Linked DNA regions of Mus musculus: region 2 is linked to region 1. The links are chromatin contacts, called in public HiChIP or PLAC-seq maps. All regions are on one chromosome and are shown on one strand. The core of a region is the stretch at or near the end of the contact, and the rest is flanking DNA. Distances in the headings are between cores, read along the strand shown.

What was found. HiChIP or PLAC-seq counts read pairs in DNA pulled down with a chosen protein or histone mark.
Region 2: an H3K27ac HiChIP or PLAC-seq map of neural progenitor cells shows a contact between it and region 1, with 4 times the contacts expected there. The contact joins two enhancer-like sites. A contact is called at or near these places in 1 of 15 datasets of contacts at CTCF or cohesin (the NIH/3T3 cell line), 5 of 484 Hi-C or Micro-C datasets (cerebellar granule neurons, embryonic stem cells, forebrain and 1 more), 4 of 115 datasets of contacts at active chromatin or transcription factors (astrocytes, kidney, neural progenitor cells and 1 more) and 1 of 9 other capture datasets (embryonic stem cells).

Annotation. Positions count from the first base shown.
Region 1 is chr10:70,685,182-70,689,492 of GRCm38.p6, reverse strand. No RefSeq gene overlaps it. Among named protein-coding and RNA genes, the nearest start is that of D630013N20Rik, 31 kb to the right of the region's middle. Within about 2 kb of position 2,827, at least 47 of the 459 cell types and tissues checked have an H3K27ac peak or open chromatin away from gene starts, as enhancers often do. A contact at or near this core is called in astrocytes, neural progenitor cells and oligodendrocyte precursor cells, where this site is marked.
Region 2 is chr10:70,803,976-70,808,814 of GRCm38.p6, reverse strand. No RefSeq gene overlaps it. Among named protein-coding and RNA genes, the nearest start is that of Gm40689, 24 kb to the left of the region's middle. Within about 2 kb of position 1,849, at least 40 of the 459 cell types and tissues checked have an H3K27ac peak or open chromatin away from gene starts, as enhancers often do. A contact at or near this core is called in astrocytes, neural progenitor cells and oligodendrocyte precursor cells, where this site is marked.

The sequences.
Region 1 (4,311 bases), core at 1,578-4,077:
CTGTGGAAAACACATGCAGGATCGTTGTGTGTAGTGTCCTGCGCCATCCATCCATTCCCCAACTCTCTCCCCCTCCCGCGCTTACCTAAGTGAAAGGGATTCTAAAGAACTATAAGGAAGAACACCAGAAAGGCTCTGGGCCTTTGGTTTCTGAATGATTACATAACAACAACAACAACAACAACAACAACAACAATAATAGACCTGTGTCTTTCACAGGACTATGATATAGGCAAAATAGAAAAAAAAAAAAAGATGACACTTCTGTTGTTTCTGGGCACGCACACATTTTCAGTGTTTGGTGCAGAATCAGGCACTCAGCCAGCTCCCTGTACTAGGAAACTATTTTGCTTATCCTTAGCTTTGCCATTGGCTGTCATGTTCCATTAGCTAGAAAGCGCTCGGCTCTTCTGTGTGTTTGGATCTGAAGTTTCTTCAGCCTAGGGAATCTGTACTTACAGGGTCTATAACCACCAGCTAACAGCCACCATCCTCACGTGTGCCATATCTCGCTTAGACTTGAGTAAGAGCACAGGAGGTTAAGTGTTGGTGTGCATTCCCCCGCCACCCACCTCAAGGCTGACGGCTGTTGTCACGATCTGCTGCAGCCTTGAGTTACTGACCTTCTGAATGCTTTCTAAATAAGGGGTCTGCTATGGTTGGGAAATCCTTTTCAGAGCCTATGTTGAGTTCTGACTGCCAGATCATGTTACCGGAAGGAATAATTTTAGAGGTATCTAGGTCCCAAGAGCTCACTGTGGGAACGGCGGTGTCTCTGTCTCACATTTGACATTGCACAGGTATGACATTGCACAAGTATGACCCAGCAGGAAGGCCCTTGCCCTCAGCAACTCCAGAACCAGGAGCAGAATAACCTCTAATTGTTTGTGATTGTGTTGGGTGTGTGTCTGTCTGTCTGTCTTGTTTTGTCTGTCTGTCTGACTCAGTCTCTCCATCATTGTGTCTCTCCTTCTCTGTGTCTCTCTTGCTGTTTCTTGGGACCCTCACCCTCCCTCCCTCCTTCCCTCCCTCCCTCCCTCCCTCTCAGCTGCTATGAATTCTCCAGCTTTGCTCTATCATGCATGATGTGTTCTCTGCCAGGACACAGCTCCAGAATGGAGCAATGGAGTTAGCCAATCACAGACTAAAACCTCTCTGAAGTCACAAGCCTCCCTAAAATATTTTCTCCTTTCTAAGTTGTTTCTTCTGCATGTTTTTAATCACAGCAGCAGGAAGCTAACTAACATAGAGAATTGGACCACGACATGGAGTCATTGCTATTGCTGTGCCTGATAATAAGGCTCAGAGGACACTGGAATTATTTTGCAGCAAGAAGGGTCCAGAGATGTGGGTAGGAAAAAACCAGGCTGCTACAAGCAGAGCTAAGTTAATAGGTACATTGTTATGCCACCAGACAGCTGACTGGCACAAGATGGCTAGAAAGGGGTTCAAATCCAGTTTATCTGGGTCTGAAGGCGGAGCTCTTTCCAGCTGGCTATGTGACACTCCAGCTTCACGACTGCTATCTAGCCAAGTGCATTCCAGTCACTGTTCCAACACCTGTGTCTTCTCAATGGCTTGGTCATCGGTGAAAGAGATAGCAGATATGTGGAGTTAACATAATTAATAAAATGTGAAAGGTTGATTTGTGTGAATGAGGCCTGGGTAATGGGAGCAAAGCAAGGGGTGTTAGCGCCTTGTCTAGGCTCTGCCCCACAGTTACCTGGCAATAGCCAGGTGTGCCTAACTCACTATAAAAGGAGCTGCTCTCCCTCTGCTCTCTCTTGCCTTCTTGCTCTCTTCTGTCCTTTTGCCCCTTCCCCTTCTCTCCCCATTCACCCCCCCCCCCATGGCCTGCCTCCTCTCCTCTCCTTCCCCCCCTCTCTCCCCCCCTTGGCCTTTCTCTGTCTCTTCTACTCTCTCAACTCCTTTCCATGCCCTGAATAAACTCTATTCGATACTATACCATCATGTGGCTGGTCTCTCAGGGGGAAGGGATGCCTCCGCATGGGCCCTCAGAGGCGCCCCCTTCCCCCACACCTCACACCTCCACCAAACTATTCCTTCTTTCTTTATCTTTTTATAAAATACAACAAGGGGGATGAATGAGTTACATTTGACACCAAGTTGCCTCTTTGGAATCGTCCTTTTAAAGCGATTGCTATCTGCCTGGTATCAGAGGGGGGATTGAGGTAGCAATCCTGACTAGTGGGTTCTCAGTATGCTGGTCATCTACCTCTTCCTCCTCACTTGGCTCAAGCTGAGGGAAATACCACTGCTCTTCACTCTTGCCAGTCCTTCTGCGACTTTGCTTCTGAGTTGCGGTGCCCCTTCCTAATGTCTCCTTTTTTTCTTTTCCTTTCACTTAACTTGGCTTTTATGTATCTGTCCATCACCGCCTCCTTTAACGACAAGCTAAGATGGCCTGGCTCTTTTTTAGTTTTCAAAGGATGCTGTCTGCCCTGAATGTGCGATGTTTAAGAGCCAGGGTCCGGTAAGTCTTTAAGAACAGTTGTTTATGTTCTTTCAAAGGTTGCCAAGTAATAAATAGTGATTTGAAAGTGAAGGGTAAAGTGGAATTTCATCACCCAGCTCTCTGCCTTTCCCGTGATGGCTTAAGTCATAAACCACTGTGTTCTAACCTTCAGAAGGGGATCTTGCCAGCTCGGGCTTACTGGGTGGACAGACACACTGTTTCCTAGCACAGTACCCTGGGCACTGATCCATCCTAGCCTGGTTGGAAATAAACCTTTGAAACTCTGAAGTCCATTGAAGCATCTGAGACAACAAAAGAGGCAAAGGGCCTTTGTGTTTCAGCAAGGGACTGGCCCAGTTCTTTACACTTTCCTAATGAGGGCCAGCCCTGGAGCCCTGATGTCTCTGCTACACAGAGGGGGGTTTAAAGAATAAAACCGCCCTGCCTGTCTGGGTCACTCCCCTCTTCCCAGGGACTTTTAGGGATGCTAGCCCAGCCCTTGGGAGCTTCAGTGCTCCTTCATGTTTTACAGTTTTGTACCAGGTTGTATGTATGTGAATCATATCAGATATTCTAGTTAGACTCTCTGGCACGATTGCCTGTCTACCAGAATCCCATCCAGCTCCGTTTGTTTAGAAGACTTAATTGACCCACTAGGAATTTCAGTCTGTCATCCTGAATTTAATTTGTGAGTTACATCAAGTTACAGTGTTTCATAGCATAAGTGCAGATACTAATTTTAGTACCATATGACAGTAAGTTGGGGGGAAAAAAAAAGAATCACCTCCCCTGACACACTTTTAAACAATGTGAGTTTTTTCCTGCACATGTCAGAGAAGTTATTATTTACTTATTTTGTTTGTTTGTTGATTACAGCAGAACAAAGACCAGCCCACTGGATGCCAGGGTTCTAACAGAGTGCTCATAACCTGTGCAAACCCAAGCCATATGAAATCCCAGAATAAAGCAGGGAATAATCTTACCCCTGGCCACGGAGCTATTGGCAACTGTTAGACACTGGTAGAGGAAGAGATAGTTTCCTCTAAGAGTACAGCCCCTGGTAGGATGGCTAGATTCCAGTGGAAGACCACACATCCAAGAATATTTGGGCAGCACAATTTGATATTAAAGGACTTTTTTAAAAAAAGATACAAGTATGGTAGTTATGGAAAGGGGTAGATCTGGGAAGAGTTGGAGGAGAGGACATAAATATTATCAAAATATGTTGCACAAAACACTCATAAACGAATAATACAGAAAATGAGGCAGAGGATTCAAATCCTAAGGTCCACTGTTACTCCGTGGGCTGCATATGTGAATATGATACTTTAAAGAAAGAAGCAACAGAAACAGCAGGCCTGAAGAAAGCTCTGAGATTTGATCCCCATCCCTTACTCTGTGAACAAACTATTTCAGGTTCAAGGTAAGTGCTGGGCTTGAAGAAGATTTGATGTCTGTCCTAGTTAGGGTTTTACTGCTGTGAACAGACACCATGACCAAAGCAAGTCTTATAAAGGACAACATTTAATTGAGGTTGGTTTACAGGTTCAGAGGTTCAGTTCATTATATTCAAGGCAGGAAGCATGGCAGCATCCAAGTAGGCATGGTGCAGGCAGAGCTGAGAGTTCTACATTTTCATCTGAAGACCACTAGTAGAAGATTGACTTCAAGACAGCTAGGATGAGTGTCTTAAAGCCCACACCCACAGTAACACACCTACTCCATTAAGGCCACACCCACTCCAACAAGGTCACCCCTACTCCAACATGGCCACACCTCCTAATAGTGCTACTCCCTGGGCCAAGCATCACAACATCCTGGGCCAACCATTTACA
Region 2 (4,839 bases), core at 600-3,099, 120 kb before region 1:
CCAAAAGATTTCATTATTGTTATTATTATTAGCTTAGCTTTGTTCCCTCTACTTTTTATTGTAAACATTTTATACCTACAAAACCATTTCTAAAATCACAGGAGAGGTAGCATTGGTAAGAGTCGATTGATTGCTCTCTCTCTCTCTCTGTTTCCCCTTCATGGTATTGATAAGATCCGTCAGGTTAGAGGGCTCACCAGCATTTTCTTCCTTTGTTGCCTACCCACCCATGCTTCCTTAAGTAAACACAGCTCAGGCTATTCCTTGTGCCCACTGCCTCGAACCTGGCTTTCTCTAAGCATCCCTGAACAGATTTCTCTCTGCCACATTGATGCAATCATCTTGACTGATGTGGCGTTCACATCCAAGTTGTTCCTCAATTGTCTTTCACAGCTTTTTAAGAAATAAAATAAAATAAAATAAAATCCCAAGGTTAAGTCAAGGATCGTTTATTACGTTTTGCTACCTGTCTTGTCATTTTAACTGAGAAAAAAAAATCCTGTTTTAAAAAAAACATAACTTCTGAGTCTTGAGAGATGACTCGGGGGCTAAGAGCTAAAGAGTGCTTGTTGCAGGACAGAGAACTTGGGTGCTGTCTCCAGCACCAAATGGTCAGACACGGCCATCTATAACTCCATTTCCAGTGTATTTGAAAACCTCTGGACCTCAGAAGGCGTCATACACAGGCTGTGCACATACATGCACGCAGGCAACACACACACATAAAATAATTAAATCCAACAGGAAAGAAACGCCCAGGACAATTTTCTCAAGTTGGCTAGACTGCGCCTGCATCTTCAGAACTTGGTGTCGAAGGTAGAGGATGCCTGACTAATGGTCATCAGAGACTGCTTTCCTGTCAGAGAGTGATTGCAAGCAACAGACTGTCAGTCGTCAAGGTTTTACATAGAATCTATTTAAGGGTTTTATATGAAAACTGGTTTTCCTCTGTGCTAATGGTCCTCATGTGAGAATAATTCTAACTGTGGGGAACGTGTGTGGTCATGCCTGGAGATATCTTTAGCTCCTTGTGTGTGAGCATGGCTACTTCTAGGCAAATATGGTCTATGCTACAATGCGAAGGACTGCTATGCTACCCTACCCATCAAGAGCTGAGTGTCCCAGAGTGTCAACCGTGCTGACGTTGAATAATTCTCTACCATCACAGACTAGATCACTCTATATCTGGAGTGCAATGGAAGGTGGGTAAGGGATTGTAAACATCATACACAGCCATGATGTCACCTGCAATGGCATGCCGCACATACAAAGGTCAAGAGCAAATTACCGCCATCAGAAGTACTGAAGACCTGGATTAATAAAGACCTAGAATGGCTTTGATAGTTTTCTGCTTGAGGGAATACCAACAACCTTGGCTTGTGGTCTGTTTTTAAGACCTCCCTTTTGGGTATAGATGAAAAGGAATAAGTCTCCCACCTTCTTCTTGCCCTTGTAAAGTCCTTGTTTCCTTGTCCGGACTGAGGATCGGTCCCCACCTGTCCTTAACAGGACTCTAACTCCATTCCTCCAGAGCTGCCACCGCAGGCTCAGGACCCTGCTTCTGCTGCCGGGCTGTCCCCTAAAGAGCAAGTGAGGTCACACAGGCTGGTGGCAGTGACTGCACCAGCCTTTTGACCTTGGCCTGGCTCCCTTCGTGCATTCAGTCCCTTGTCCTGTGGAGTCATTGTGGGCCTTCCCCTAACAAATGCCTGCTTGTTCTTTCTCAAAGCTTTGCAGGGTGTCAGAGACCTTGTTCTTTCTCAAAGCTTTGCAGGGTGTCAGAGACCCGGACTGAGCCCTGTTTGCATCCCTGGGGCTCCTGGCATGGCTTCGGGAATCCTGCAGCTGCAGGCTGAATGAGGCCATTTGATGCTGAGCTGTGGCCTCAAGTGGAGTCAGATGGCACAGCGTCCTCTCAGTCAGCAACACTGTCAAATCTTCAAGCACATTCACACTCCTGCTCTTTGGGGGTTAAAAAAAAAATCATTTGCTTGTGCGAGCTCCCACTTTCAGCTGTTTGGTTAACAGAGCTGTGGGGATCTGGGTTCTGCTCCCAAAGCACTGGGCTTAGCATTCTGTGCTCAGTAAACATTATTCAACCCGCACAATAGACGTCAGAGTGCTAATAGATTGGTTGGGTACTGTAGAAAAAGAAAACATCTCTTTCCTTTTGCCCCCTTGGGTTATCCTGCAGGGGCCCCCCGGGGATTAGACAAATGACGAATTAACAAAACAAACAAACAAACAAACAAACAAACAGAAATTTACTAACATGGGAACCCTAGTAACCCACTTATCAAAGGTTGGAGATAGAGGTGCTACAACAGGTGCTTACATGCGTCTTTAAAGATTTTCTTATTTTATGTTTATGAGTACCCTGTGGCTGTCCTCAGACACACCAGAAGAGGGCTTCAGATCCCATTACAGATGGTTGTCAGCTATCATGTGGTTGCTGAGAATTGAACTCAGGACCTTTGGAAGAGCAATCAGTGCTCTTAACCACTGAGCCATCTCTCCAGCCCCCACTTGCAGGCATCTTAAGGTCAGAACACTTAATGTATAAGGAACAAGGCAAAGGAGAGGGCTTTCAGTGTCCAGAAACAGCAACTTATCAGATGACAAACGAGTCAGGAAAGTATCAGGGGAGAGTGTTTGTTTGTTTGTTTGTTTGTTTGTTTGTTTTGGCGAGGGTTGTGTAGGTCCATTGATGTGTGAGATGAAAAGGGTCGAAAAGTTGTCTCCATCAATTAACTCAACTGATTTCAGCTCAAAGTAATCATCAGGCCAAAGGGGCCCCTTTGGGTGTTAGCATCTTCTGCTCCCATTATCAGCATGCTTCTTTGTTGTCTACATGAACCCCTCTGCAGTTCAAACAGCAATAGTCCCTGAAATGGGCTATTTTCCATTAAACCAGTAACATATGTTCTTTGACAAGCATACCCCAGGTATACTGTCTCCATATCCCTGAGCATGTAGCTGTGTGGGGAAAATTTTTTTTTCTAAATGCAAAATAGCACACTCAACTATAATGGAAGACCCAAAGCCCCAAGACTCTACTGTTGTGCCAGGAAAATATTAGTGATCCCCCCAAAAAACCAGACAGGAGTCAATCTGATGCAACTCACAGCAGGGTCTTTAGTCTATTTGAGCTAGCTTGGGCCCCTCCAATGCACCACTGGCACACAGGACAGTTTTGGTGGTGGGGGAGCCCTGAATGTCTAGTGGGGCAAGATTTTATAGTAAGCTGCAAGCAGGGAATCTGTGTGCAAGCATCTAATTGGAAAGATACTGTGGCCTTTAACATAATTGGCTGGTGCTGGGAGTCCTATCATAAACTTAACTTCTGTTTCCTTCTGCATTGGTGGTCGTTAGGCAGGGGGTGGGCTTGTAACCTGGGGTGCAGGTTTGTTGGGGGAAATAATCTGGAGACACTGGTCTTGTTGAGGGTATAACCTGGAGATGCTGGTCTTATTAGGGATTAGCCTAGAGACTGGAGCTAGGCTCCGGTTTTGTTGGACAGCAGCTTGGAAGCTAATGCTAGGTACCAGTCTGTTAGTTTGCCTGAGTGCAAATGTAGGTCAGGTTCTCTAAAATGGAGTCTGAACTTAAAAGATTTGGCCTCTCACTACAATCTTAAAATTTCTCACAACTAGCTCTTAAAATGCCCCAGTCCCTGAACAACTTTACTATGGCCCCCTAACCATGAGCTCTGTGCTGACCCAATCCATTCCTACTTGTCTAATGATCTCACTTTTCTCTTCTTGCCACCGTGCCTTTACACATCCTACTTCCTGTGACTCCGACCCTGACTTTCTCTGTGGTACCAACTCCCATGCAGGATGCACATCAAACCACTCCCAAAACACGCTACACACAGAACCCCTCTAGTCGCTTCACACCGTGTACCAATTCAAGGAGAATCCCTGGAAGCAGAATCCAGACACGATGAGTTTTTAATCCTTCCCTATGTGACTCTAAATGTACAGCGAGTTCCAGAGTCAGTGTCTTCAGAGGGTGTTTTGCAACAGTTGATGTGCACAGGTGCTTTTTTCAGCAGCTTCTGCATTCCAAACGGACTCCAGGAATGCTACACAGGTGATGCTACCACTCAGCTGACCTTGCTCCCAATGGCAAACCAGGAGGCTTCAGCTCCTCTCAGACCTTGGTTCTTTCAGTGGGGTCTCCAAGCTAGTGCCATTGGTTATTGTATTAGTTAAGGTTTTACTGATGTGAACAGACACCATGACCAAGGCAAGTCTTCTAAAGAACATTTAATTGGGGCTGGCTTACAGGTTCAGAGGTTCAGTCCATTATCATCAAGACAGGAAGCATGGCAGCATCCAAGCAGACATGGTGCTGGAGGAGCTGAGAGTGCTACATCTTCATCTGAAGGCTGCTAGTAGAAGACTGACTTCCAGGCAGCTAGGATGAGGGTCTTAAAGCCCACACCCATGGTGACACGCCTACTCCAACAACAAGGCCACACCTTCTAATAGTGCCATTCCCTGGGCCAAGCATATACAACCATCACAGTTATTACTTGGGAACTTGTTGGGAATGCATAGTCTCAGGCTACACCTATTGAGTCTGATACCTTGGATTTACAGGGTTTAAGATGTCTTCTAGCTGCTCCCGTATGTACTCCCATCTGAGAACTTCTACCCTAGCCAGCATCCCTGCCAAACACACTGACTGTTTAACTCAGGATCTTCAAGATGGAGGGTCCTTCCAGTGATTAAGATGGAAATGAGTTAATTTGCTCCCAAACCCTGGGGTATAGGTCACACATATGAATCACACACAGAGCAAGAAAGGTAGAGCCACCAGCCAGTGTCTTTA